2 separate regions of the Mus musculus genome follow, and region 2 is linked to region 1. A link is a contact called in public HiCAR-type data. All regions are on one chromosome and are shown on one strand. Each heading gives the region's core, a stretch centred on a gene start, on an enhancer-like site or on the middle of the called end of the contact. The rest is flanking DNA. Distances are from core to core; before and after follow the strand shown.

The links. HiCAR-type assays count read pairs that join an accessible place to other places.
Region 2: a HiCAR-type map of kidney shows a contact between it and region 1, with 3 times the contacts expected there. The contact joins two enhancer-like sites. A contact is called at or near these places in 2 of 39 promoter capture datasets (the 3T3-L1 cell line and liver), 1 of 15 datasets of contacts at CTCF or cohesin (the NIH/3T3 cell line), 3 of 484 Hi-C or Micro-C datasets (Sertoli cells, bone marrow-derived macrophages and embryonic stem cells), 6 of 115 datasets of contacts at active chromatin or transcription factors (embryonic stem cells, fibro-adipogenic progenitors and kidney) and 3 of 9 other capture datasets (adipose tissue, embryonic stem cells and pancreatic islet).

The regions. Positions count from the first base shown.
Region 1 is chr10:69,163,243-69,169,080 of GRCm38.p6, forward strand. It overlaps a transcript of Rhobtb1 not described here. Among named protein-coding and RNA genes, the nearest start is that of Gm33263, 15 kb to the left of the region's middle. Within about 2 kb of position 2,804, at least 18 of the 459 cell types and tissues checked have an H3K27ac peak or open chromatin away from gene starts, as enhancers often do. A contact at or near this core is called in kidney and liver, where this site is marked.
Region 2 is chr10:69,319,374-69,325,211 of GRCm38.p6, forward strand. It overlaps the pseudogene Rpl30-ps7. Among named protein-coding and RNA genes, the nearest start is that of 4930423B08Rik, 6.0 kb to the right of the region's middle. Within about 2 kb of position 2,483, at least 47 of the 459 cell types and tissues checked have an H3K27ac peak or open chromatin away from gene starts, as enhancers often do. A contact at or near this core is called in kidney and liver, where this site is marked.

The sequences.
Region 1 (5,838 bases), core at 1,554-4,053:
AGTTAGAATTGCCTTGAACTTGTCATTTTCCTGCCTCCACGTCCCTAGTGTACCACCACGCCCAGTTTTATGCAGTGGTGATGACTGAGCCCAAGGCTTCCAGAATGTTACCCAAGCGTTCTCCCTACACGCCCACCTCTCCAGCCAAAGAGCACATTTTGTTTGGTTGGTTGGTTTGCTTTGCTTTGCTTTTGCTTTTACATCACATGTTTTATCCTTAGTTAAAAATGCACTCAAACATGACAGTTGGCACTGTAGCAAGGCATTGATACTGAATTCTCATGGTGTGGCAAGTTCTACACACTCTTGTACCATTACAATATTTGGATGTGTTTGCACCGCATTGCAAACTCTTATCTGTCATCCAGTTCTGGATCAGATCCATTCAATGTGGGCAGACATAATTATGCGGTTTAATTCATTTAAACGGACATATTTGCCCCCTCCCCCCATCTTTCTCACGGCAATAGTGGCTGTTCACCATCTTGCTATTACTCCAGATCTTCCAACAGTTCTCTGCATCATGCAGAGTCAAAGGCTCTGGCCTCCTAGACCACATTTCCCTCTCTCTCTCTCCTCCCCAATTTTAGTCTGTCCCAGACCCTCTGCGTCTTTTAAGTTCAGCCTGCCTCAGGGCCTTTGCACGTTCACTTACTGTTCTCCAGTATGACTTGATCGCATATAGCTGTCCTCAGCTTCTAGTCTCTGTTCAAACGTTGTTACACATACCGCCACCCCCTGCTTTTTTTCCTTCCCAGTTTACTCCTCTACATGACTTATGTCTCCCTCAGATAAATTTCACATTTAACTCCCTTTTCCTTTTTGGCACATGAACTACGAGAGGGTAGGGATTGCTGTTGGTTTTACCTACTGGTATCCCAAGTGCTGCACTCATGGACAAATATTAGTTATGTTGGCTTATATCTTTATTAACTTTTTTTCTCTCTACCTTGAACGCTTTATTTTGCCTTCCTTTCATTTTTTTGGTCTGGTATTCTACCTTTATCCTAGTTCCATTATGGTAAGACCCAAGTTGCCTAAGTAACTCTAAGCAGAAAGAGTAACTTAAGAGGTAGGATAAAAGCTGATCTCAAATGGTACCACAGAGCCATAGTGACGGAGGCAGCATAACCCTGCCATGAAAATGGACATATTGCAAATGGAAAATGGAAAATTTTGCTCCCTGTTAGATTTGGGAAGCAGATGACATTTCATTTTTCTTGTCTTTACCCCTATGGAGTTTAACAGGATAAGTCTGCATTTCAGCCACTTTCCTGGCCCTAATATTTTTGTGATCAGACAAGAACACGGTTAGCACTTAGATAGTAAGTTATCTAGTACAAATCAGGTTCCCAATGAGGACACTCTTGGGCGAATCATGATGGGGTGGAGGATTGGAAACACCAAGCCTACTGATAGTTAATGAAAAGAAAAAAATGAAGATATTTCCTTTATAGCCGAGAACATTTTCCTCCACACATAAAACAAATATCGGGCACTTAATGCTGATCCAAGAGGGGGGAAAAAATCTACCTTCCCACAACTGGAAATATAGTTCATGACAAGGATTTTTTCTTAGTGATGTCATGTGACACACTGGTTAGAATAGCAGTGTCTGAGACATCTCTGGCCAGCCATTTCTCATTTCTCAGTAGAGGAGATAGAATCTCTGTATCTATGCCTTCCATTAAAAGGCATGAGGAGCTGCTAGAGAGATGACTCAGCGGTTAAGAGCATCGACTGCTCTTCCAGAGGTCCTGAGTTCAAGTCCCAGCAACCACATGGTGACTCACAACCATCCATAATGAGATCTGATGCCCTCTTCTGGTGTGTCTGAAGACAGCTACAGCGTACTCACATATAATATAGAATTCTTTATATATATATACCATTCCATGTTTTATCATTTCGCAGAGGGACCTTGAAAATGTTAAAGAGTGCTGGGTGGATTCCAGGTTTGCTAAAGTCAAGTCTTCTAAACAAGCCTCCTTTCAGAAAAGGATTCCAGTCTCTGCTGCTCAGTTCTCTCTTGTGCCCTCTAGTGGCGTTTCTAGGCATAAGGGAAAAAAGTATGACTTTACCTGAAAAACCCACAACATTGTGAGCAGTGCCAGAGCTATAGGACCTTGATTTGCCTCTCTGCTGCTGACCTTGCCTCTCAGGTTGGCACTGCGGTCTGTTTAGCGTAAATATGCAAAGACCACCACCTTCGATTGTTATATCAGCCTCCATCTCCATTTGCCACGTGCAATAAAGCAAAGCCCAGAGCGAGATAATATATCTTCTACCGAATTAAAGAAAACCTGGACCCCTATTCCCTTTGCAATATTGTGCCCCCATTAGTGAGAGATCTTACGCTCTTTAAAAAAAAAAAGCCTCTTGGAAATGTCCCAAGGGATGTGAACAGCTAAGAACTTTGTCTCAAAAATGGAGGAGCGAACCAGTAAAATGTTTTAACCTAGCTGATAGCTCCCGAGAAGCTTTGAAGGATTCTGAAGACACCATTAAAAATTAAATAAAAAGCCTCAGCTTGGATTTGTGCATGCTTCAATAGGCAAAAAAGTTATATTTAATGCAGAGGGTGTTGAATCTGAATTAGTACAAATATTATTAATTTAATGTTCATACTGCATTTTATGGTTTATAAACTGGTTTGCCATAATTTTATACACTTTCCTCACAGTGGCACTATAAAATATATCAGCGTTTTATTTTTTCCGCTTGATGGATGAGGCGAGCCTTAATAAGTGATTCATTTCTTTCCTGTGCATATTGGTTAACTGGTAAATGATTAATTTATGTCTACATGAACTTCATCACTCAGAGTATTTATTTAAGTGTGAGTTGGTATTTATTTTGCCTGCAAAGCATTACAGTATCCAATTATATATGCATGTTTTAGAGGCAGTAAAGCAGGCACCAAAGGCTAATGCAACATTAAGTCAGATTTTAAATCCATAGTAAATTCCAAGTTAAGGTATTTAAATCAGCAGCCCCCCTTCCTCGCTGCTCATGAGGGTGAGAAATGGCTCCTCTCTAAAACAGCAAAGGGGCACCTGGGCAGTCACCAAGGAAAGACGCATTGAGATTTTTCAGAGTTCAGAATATTAACTAAAAAAAAAAAAAAAAAAACAACCCAAAACACTGACCCATTACTTTCAATGAGGACAGAAAAATAATCAAGTTCTTTCCATAAATCTGCCTGCACAACTGTTTCCTGACCGACTGTGGAGCTCTTGATTTGCCTCCCTTTGGTCTTCTCTTAGTGGGCTTTGTCAACTTTGCACCCTTAAAGTAACTGTTTCCGTGATCACTGTTTCCTTTCCTACTGTTGTGGCTGGAATCCTCTGGACAAAAGCATCTTATGGAGGAAGAGCTTGTTTTTGCCTCACAGTTCAAAAATCCCACAAGCGCCGGGGAGTCAAGTCCGCCTACGTGGGAAGCAGCCAGTCACATTTCATCCAAGCTCAGGAAGGAGAGTGGGGTGACGAATGCGTCTTTCTGCCTTCTCAGTTCACACTCTCTATTTAACCAGTTCTGGACGCTAGGCAAGAAACGGTGCCATCATAGACGGGGTCTTCCCATAACAACACAGCCATCACCCACAGGCATCCCAGTCCCGCCTCCCAGAGGATTCTAGATTCTGTAGAGCTGATTAATGACGTCACACCATGCTTGTATAGAGAAGCCTGGGTAAAACCACATACAAGGATGTGCTGGGGTCCGCTTTAAAAGACCTGCAAGTTCTTTTGCTTCCTCCTCAGCACTATCTCCAGGGCTGTGAGTTAACATCTTTCCCAGTGTGGAAGGTGACTAAACTCTAAGATTCCCAAAATGTTTCCTCCCTCAGCTCTGATTCAGCTGCAGGGGGAGCAAGGTGGGGGGTAGCGAGGGGGCCGCATCACACTGCTTCTGATGCCCCTCTCCTGCCGCTTACACCGTGATACCGTGATGTTTCTCTCACGATACCCTCCCTATCATGATAACCAGGAAATGATGTCGCTACCATGATAACCCCTATCACGTTGCCCCTACCTGGATACCTCTGTTATGACTCTTCCATCTTGCTGTAAATTCAATCCAACAATTTAGGATGGAGAAGCAGCAGAAAATTAATTTTATTGAGTCAGCTAGAATATGCTTTCTTTATGTGCTTTCTGTAACCTCCCTTATCTCCAGACCTCAGAACTCTTTGAGACAATTAGACCTAGACTTAAAAAATAAATACATAAATTTTTCATTGCAAAAACTCCCTGTCCTGGTGTCTCCTGAAAAAAAAAAAATCTCAAAAAGTCTAAATATTGACAGGGCTACACGTTGTTGAAGGCAGCTGATGGGAAACACATTGTGTGGGTGAATACGTCAACTCTTCCAAGACACAGGGATTCTCTCTCGAGTGTAAAATGTACTTTTGGAATCATTAAGTACTTCAAATCCAGGAAGTGTTCTGAGGCAATTTTAATGAAAATAGTTTTCTTCTTTAAAACATTTCTGTACATGTATAAATACACGTGATGGCCCGTTACCACACGTTTAAGTTTGTGTGCTTTGCCACGTAGACAAAATGTTAACAAATTTTTAAACAAGAGACATTAATAGAAAGAAATGTCACTGAATTCTCCTCTGTGGGCTTTTGCTTAAGGATTAAATATAGCACCAACAAAAGAGATCCAGAGCACAGCTTCCTCACTCAGAATTAGCCGACCCGGTTTCCTGGATTATTTTTATATAGTAATGACTACACACATATATGGAAAGAGAAAATATAAATACTCCAGCCATCTTACTTGCTGTCAGTAAAACAGGAAAAGATGTGCATGCAATAAAAATAAATGTCCCGAATATAAAAAGCATAGAAATCCCATGCTTTTGAAACCCCTTTCATCTGGTTTAGATGTCTGATGAGACACTGTCCCACCTCTCCAGATTGCCCAGATAGCCAAGATCTCCCAGCATTCCTTGTGAACCACAGGCTGAGAATTGTTTACAGTTCTTGCTACCCCCACCCCCTCCTGTCCATTTATTTGACATGTATTACAGCTTCCAAATTGGAGGTGTCATTTTCCCCCTTGGGAAGTCCACGTCCTTATCTAGCCTTATGAGAGGGTTGTGAGCTTATATCACTTTCTAGTACACAGTGAGCTAAGTGGGTGGAGAACCAGATAAGATTTCTTCCGTGTCTGTCTTTTCTATAGTCCTGTCTCATAACATGAGACACAAGCGGGTATGGTCCCTCTTTCTCAGGTACTGTGCCTGGTCCCTCGGTTCTAGTACGAGAGAACCCTCCTTCTGGTTCAGTGCCGTCTCTAGATATAATTCAGTTAGCTTTTGACAAAAGGAAATATTTCAAAGACTTTCTTCTAATTTACCTACTTTTAAGTTTACATAAAAGTATGTGCTATATTTGGATCATGTTAGCTCACGTCTTTTTCCTTATCTTATGGGCCATCTTGGTTTCTTAGCTTCCTTTGTCTCTTGATCATGTCAAATATGCACACATGATTTTGGGTGTCTATGTAAATTCTGAGAACCGCCAATGAGAGAATACCGTGGCTCACATCTTTCTAAAACCGACTTAACTCGCCTAATATTTTTATGCGGAAAATGTTGAAAACTAACAGCAGTCATAAGTGAGAACCCTGAACGCTCTTTGAGGGTGATCCAACCAGGTCACCATGATTTATGGGAGTGGCACCGGGAGAATGTACAGACCCTCGTTTAGCATCCAGGTACCGAGTGCACCATTTGCACAACCATGATCTGGAATTTCCCTTTCAGCTTAACATGTCAGTGTCTCATCCACGTGTAACTTAAAAATCCTCCTGACTGAACATTCCT
Region 2 (5,838 bases), core at 1,233-3,732, 160 kb after region 1:
CAGCTCCTCCTGCACCATGCCTGCCTGGATGCTGCCATGCTCCCACCTTGATGAGAATGGACTGAACCTCTGAACCTGTAAGCCAGCCCCAAATAAATGTTGTCCTTGTAAGACTTGCCTTGGTCATGGTGTCTGTTCACAGCAGTAAAACCCTAACTAAGACACACACATTCAGGGTCAATCTTTTGAAATGATGTAAAACAAAATTTTCACTTTGGAAAATAAGTGCTATTTATAAAAAACATAAGTACTCATGAGACAATGCTACTTTCAGCTTGAATTCTGGCATGAAAGGTGAATTATTTTCCCCTAACACCCGGAGGATCAATGTTCTTAGGAAATAATTTTGAAAATCGCTCGTGTAGCCTGGGTTGGGCACAGATATTAGAAGTCGTCTTTCAGAGCATTCCTAGAGAACCTTCTAGAAAACTTCTATTATCCCTCAATAAGCAGGACAACTGACTCCAAAGACCAAAGAAAGCATCCTACAACATACGCATCTGGTTGAATGACAGGAGCAGAGAGGAGAGGGCAGAACGGCTGTGCTCCGGGGTACTCTCTGGAAAGTCTCCTCATATGTCGCTGTGGCTATCAACGTCATTATTCGCAAAGTGGACGAAGGCTCTTCCTAAATCCAAAAGTTGATGACTGTGAGCACCAAGACAAGCTGAGTCCTGACACCTGGCTGCCATCCAAGGAAAAGTCATTACCACTCTGGCCTTATCTCTGCCTAGAAACCAGTTTTTCCCTGTTTTGGTTCACAAGCTAGAAAACATGGCAGCCAAGAGTATTCCCAGCACCCAATACAGTCACATGGAGACAAATTCCCCAGGTCAGGATTTGGGCCAGCCATTGCCGAAGTCAGTGGGTAGACATTACGGAATGCCGCTAATCTCCAGAAGCTGTGGATACGCAGTGCCGTCAGCCAGCGGGACCATCCAGACAGTGCTTTGATCCGATTGTCCTTATTTGCTTTTATGTGCTGTGTGACCAAAAGCACCTTGGGAGGAAAGGGTTTAATAACATCCTTCAGGCGCTACAGTCGATCATTGAGGGACACCAAGGCAGGCTGGAACACAGGGCAGGAACCTGGACACAGAAACCGATGCAGAGACCAGGGAGAAACACTGCCTTGGTCCCTAGGCTCCTGTACAGTTAGTTATCCCTATCTCCTCACGGGTGGCATCACTCACAGTGGGCTTGGGACCCACTCTTACATCAATTAGAAATTGAGAAAATGTCCCACAGACGTGGCTACAGGCAATACGATGAAGGCAGTTACTCCGCTGAGCTTCCATCTGCCCAGATGTGTCAAGTTGGCAACTGATGTAAGCTATTGAGCTGAGGGTTGGCTTTCTAAAGCATCTCCTTACCTTCGGTATAAATAGAAACATCAATTTTTGGATGTTGTAGAGACTTTTAGTTCTCCAGATGGTGACAGAGACGACGGTGTCCGTTCCCGATCTCCCGTGGCCAGGGAGGGCACAGCTGCCTGTGTGTGCCACGCATGCCCGGAAGCCATGTTATGCAAGCAACAGGGGAAGCCGAAAGTTAAAAATGAATAGTTCCTCTACCCTCGAAACTGAGCCTGTGAGGGAAATTTGGTTGACTGTGTTTGTTTAGGGAGGCTGAACTTTGAAGCCTACACTGTTGAGTGTTGAGTGTTCTGGGCTCTCATATTCTCTATATTTAATACCATCATTTGGAAAGTGAACTGACTTCACAAGTACTTTTCGCTTGCCCTGGAGAATACACACATTGGCCCAAATGGGCTTTTATTTTCCATTTTAATTTATACAGTATAAATATGAGGCTGGACTCCTTTAGAGTTAGAGGTTTCTCTGTGCAGATGTTTCTTAAAAGCCTTTTTCAATTCATACTGTTGGTTTAAAAAGAATTTCTTTTTATTAGCCTGGCTGAATGCCAGAATTGGGGTTTAAAAAAAAAAAAAATCACTGTTGCTTTTCCGCACAGAACTCTGAGGCTTCCTGTCCATGTTCGTTCCCCACCCCCCCAGCCAGCTACAAGACCGTCGGGAACTAAAGGGGATATAGCGCCATCTTGTGGCCACTGATGAGATGCAGCGCGGCGTCTCAGCTGGACGGGAGCGACTAGCCCAGGTCCTTCCCCCTCAGGATTTCTTGATTTACTTATTTGCCTTTTATTCACCATTTGGCTCAATTCACCCTAGATCTCAGGTTGTTTGGTTTTATGGAACGTATTCAACTTTGCCCCAGTAGGAGAAGATAAACCCCGCTGCATTCTGGCACGGAGGAAGGGCCATAACTTATGCTTTGGGCTTTTATTGAATTCCTCATAAAAAACAGTGTTGTGTAACTAAGTCTGTAATAAGTCTGGGAAATTTTTCAAACCTTTCCCCTTAAAACGGAGACGGGAAGCAAGAAGGCCAAATAGGCTTTCTCTCACTAGCCTGGGCTTGAAGGTGTCAATCACTGGCTCGCGCTAACTTGATTTGCTTAGTGTTTAAGGGGAGCTGGGTAAATATTAACTGAGTACCGCCTCTTCTGAGCGGGTATCAGTAGGCGTCAAACCTGCTTGCGTTGTTCCCAACTTTAAAAGGAAAGGTCTATAAACTAGGAGGCATCAATTCGTGCCGTATAATGGAGAAATGAACGCAATACCGAGAAGACAGGATGGCAGATGACACACCCGGCGTGACCCCAAGTGTGTAACGGCAAATATGCATCAGAGTGTAGCTGTCTACACACGTACATTTGTGTCAGGAGTGAAGCTCATGTAGAAGAGCATGCATAGACTCAGAACTGTGCCCAGAAAACAATATGCATATTAACATGTACTGTTCTGTGTATCATTATAATTGGTAACTATTTTCTAACCTTTTCCCATTTTTCTCTTTCTTTTTCTTTCTCCCCTTCCCTTTCTCCACCTTGCTCCCCCCCCCCACTTGCTCCAGCCCAGAGGTTCTTTCTTTATTTCTCATTACAGATGATTGTGAGTCACCAAGTGGTCGCTGGGATTTGAACTCATGACCTCCAGAAGAGCAGTCATTGATCTTAACCACTGAGCCATCTCACCAGCCCCACCCCCCTTTTTTTTCTTAACTGACCATAAATTAAAACCTTAGATGGGAGAGGGGTTGGAGAGATGGCTCAACGGTTAAAATCACTTACTGCTCTTGATAAGGACCTGTGTACCGAGCCCCCATGGGGTGGCTCACAACCACCTCTGACTCCATTTCTGAGGAATCTGATGCTCTCTTCTGACTTCCTTGGGAATCAAGCATTTCCATGGTGCACATACATACATGCAGGCAAAACCTTCATGCACACATAAAAATTAATAACTTTTAACCTAAATTCTCTGCAGCTTCTACAAGATCTCATGTCTGCTTGTTGGGGGATGCTGACTTGCTTGGGTTTAGCTTTTTGTTTGTTTTTTGTTTTTTTAAGATTTATTATTATATGTTGGTACACTGTAGCTGACTTCAGACACACCAGAAGAGGGCGTCAGATCTCATTACGGATGGTTGTGAACCACCATGTGGTTGCTGGGATTTGAACTCAGGACCTTCGGAAGAACAGTCAGTGCTCTTACCCACTGAGCCATCTCTCCAGCCCCCAGCTTTTGGTTTTTCAAGACAGGGTTTCTCTGTCTTAGTCTTGGCTGTCCTGAAACTCACTCTGAGACCAGGCTGGCCTCGAACTCAGGGATCTGCCTGTCTCTACTTCCCACGTGCTGGGGTTAAAGGCGTGAGCCACCACACCCAGCTGTGGGCTTTTGTTTAATTAAGAAAATACTAATCTTTATTACAGAAGGTAGAAAGCTGGGAGGGATTCCTGGCAGCTAGTTGTGGAAGCGTGTATGAACACGGGCAACCTCAGGGAAACTCCACACAACTGCCCTTTACAAAACCCCCTCTTTAGCCATTGAACCATCTCTCCAGCTTGCAGGTGCTTTTAACCTGGCTGCTCCACTTAGAGGCATTTATAGTGCAGAAGATGCACACAGCCACTGTCATTCAATACAGCAGCATCTGCAACAGCAAACGACACAGAGCATCCCAAGGAGCTAACCGCAGAATGGCAGATAATCGACGGAGCTCATGTTAAAGAACATTGTAAGGCAGACAAACCAGGACAGCCAGGGCTACACAGAGAAACCCTGTCTTGAAAAAACACACACAATAATAATAATAATAATAATAATAATAATAATAATAATAAATAAAAATAAAAATAGAAAGTCTTGTGGGTTTATGTGAATAATTGCCAAGACGTGTTGTCAAAACCCAGGGGTTTATGAGTTGTATTACAGGTAATAGATGGGAATACACTGAATATATACATCTGCTCGTGTGCAGAGTCAACCGTTAGAAAGGGGTGCTAACGGTGGGTACATAAATGAGCGGGAACAAATGTATCCAAGCATTTCAAACACACCGTCCTCAGTTTTAACTCCCTCAGAGTGGCGAGACCCAGATGGGCGTGGTGGCGCACGCCTTTAATCCCAGCACTCGGGAGGCAGAGGCAGGCGGATTTCTGAGTTCGAGGCCAGCCTGGTCTACAAAGTGAGTTCCAGGACAGAGAAACCCTGTCTCGAAAAACAAAACAAAAAAAAAAAAAAAAAAAAAAAAAAAACCAAAAAACCAGAGTGGCGAGACCCACTCTGATGCTCCAAGCTGAATCCCACTGATGGGAAAAGGAACCACGCTCAGGCCAGGCCTGAGTCCTCTCTCTACGTTGTGTCTGTCACTGCTCTACAGGAGGGCCGGACCTGGGAGAATGGAGCCAATGAATGAGGCGAACCAAAGTCTGCTGCAGTAGTCAACTGTATTCGGAGTCTCAGACTGTTTCTACTCGGAGAGTTTAAAAGGTCACACGAGTAAAGTTCTCGTGAGCTCAGACTGTGGACAATCACCAGGACAACCTGCACGTGGCAAAAGCATGTTTTTTTAATCCCACATAAAGGATATTTAACAACAGCGGGCAATAATGAGTGATCTGCAGTAAACCGGCTCCTATCCGCTACACCTGGGAGCATCGTGAAAACACGTTCCAAGAACAAGTCTGTGTTTTGGGGGAGGGGAGGGGGGGACTTGTTTTCTTGGAGTGTTCTCACAAGCACTAAAAATTCCCCTCACACAACTTTGTTCCTAGACCACATTCCGACAGCGTCCTTGAAAACACACAACCGTCTCCAACATGTGAGGTTTTGTTTTGAATCTTAAGAGATTAAAAAATTATATTCTGGTTAACAACATATTTGCGTTCGTTTTAGGATTTAAAAAAAAAAAAGTGGTGTGAGATGACCCACCCGTGGTTGCTTGCTCTCACCTCCCGAGGGCCCGAGAGCAGCCTGAACCACCAGGAACCTATGTAATACATCGGTTGCTGGGTGTGAAGATTCTTATCCTCGTTTTAAAACAAGGAAGGAAAACCAGAAAGAGACTGACTTGCTCATCCAGAAGCGTCCGAAATTAAAAACTAGGAGTTGAAATTCTACTACAGGGAGATCTAACCACTAACTTTATGAGGTTTTGTCCTCCTCCTACTGGGGTGGTTTGAATGAAAATGGCCCCATAGGCCCATAGGGAGTGGCACTATCGGGAGGTGTGGCCTTGCTGAAGAAAGAGTATCACCATGGGGTCAGGTTTTGAAGTCTCCTGTGCTCAAGCTATGTCTAATGTGGTGGATAGTCTTTCCTGCTGTCTGCAGATCAAGATGTAGAACTCTCAGCTCCTTCTCCAGTACCGTGTCTGCCTGCACGCTGCCATGTTTCCCATCATGACGATAATGGATTAAGCCAGCCCCAAAGCAGTGTTTTGCTTTATACGAGTTGCCATGGTCACCTTCCTTT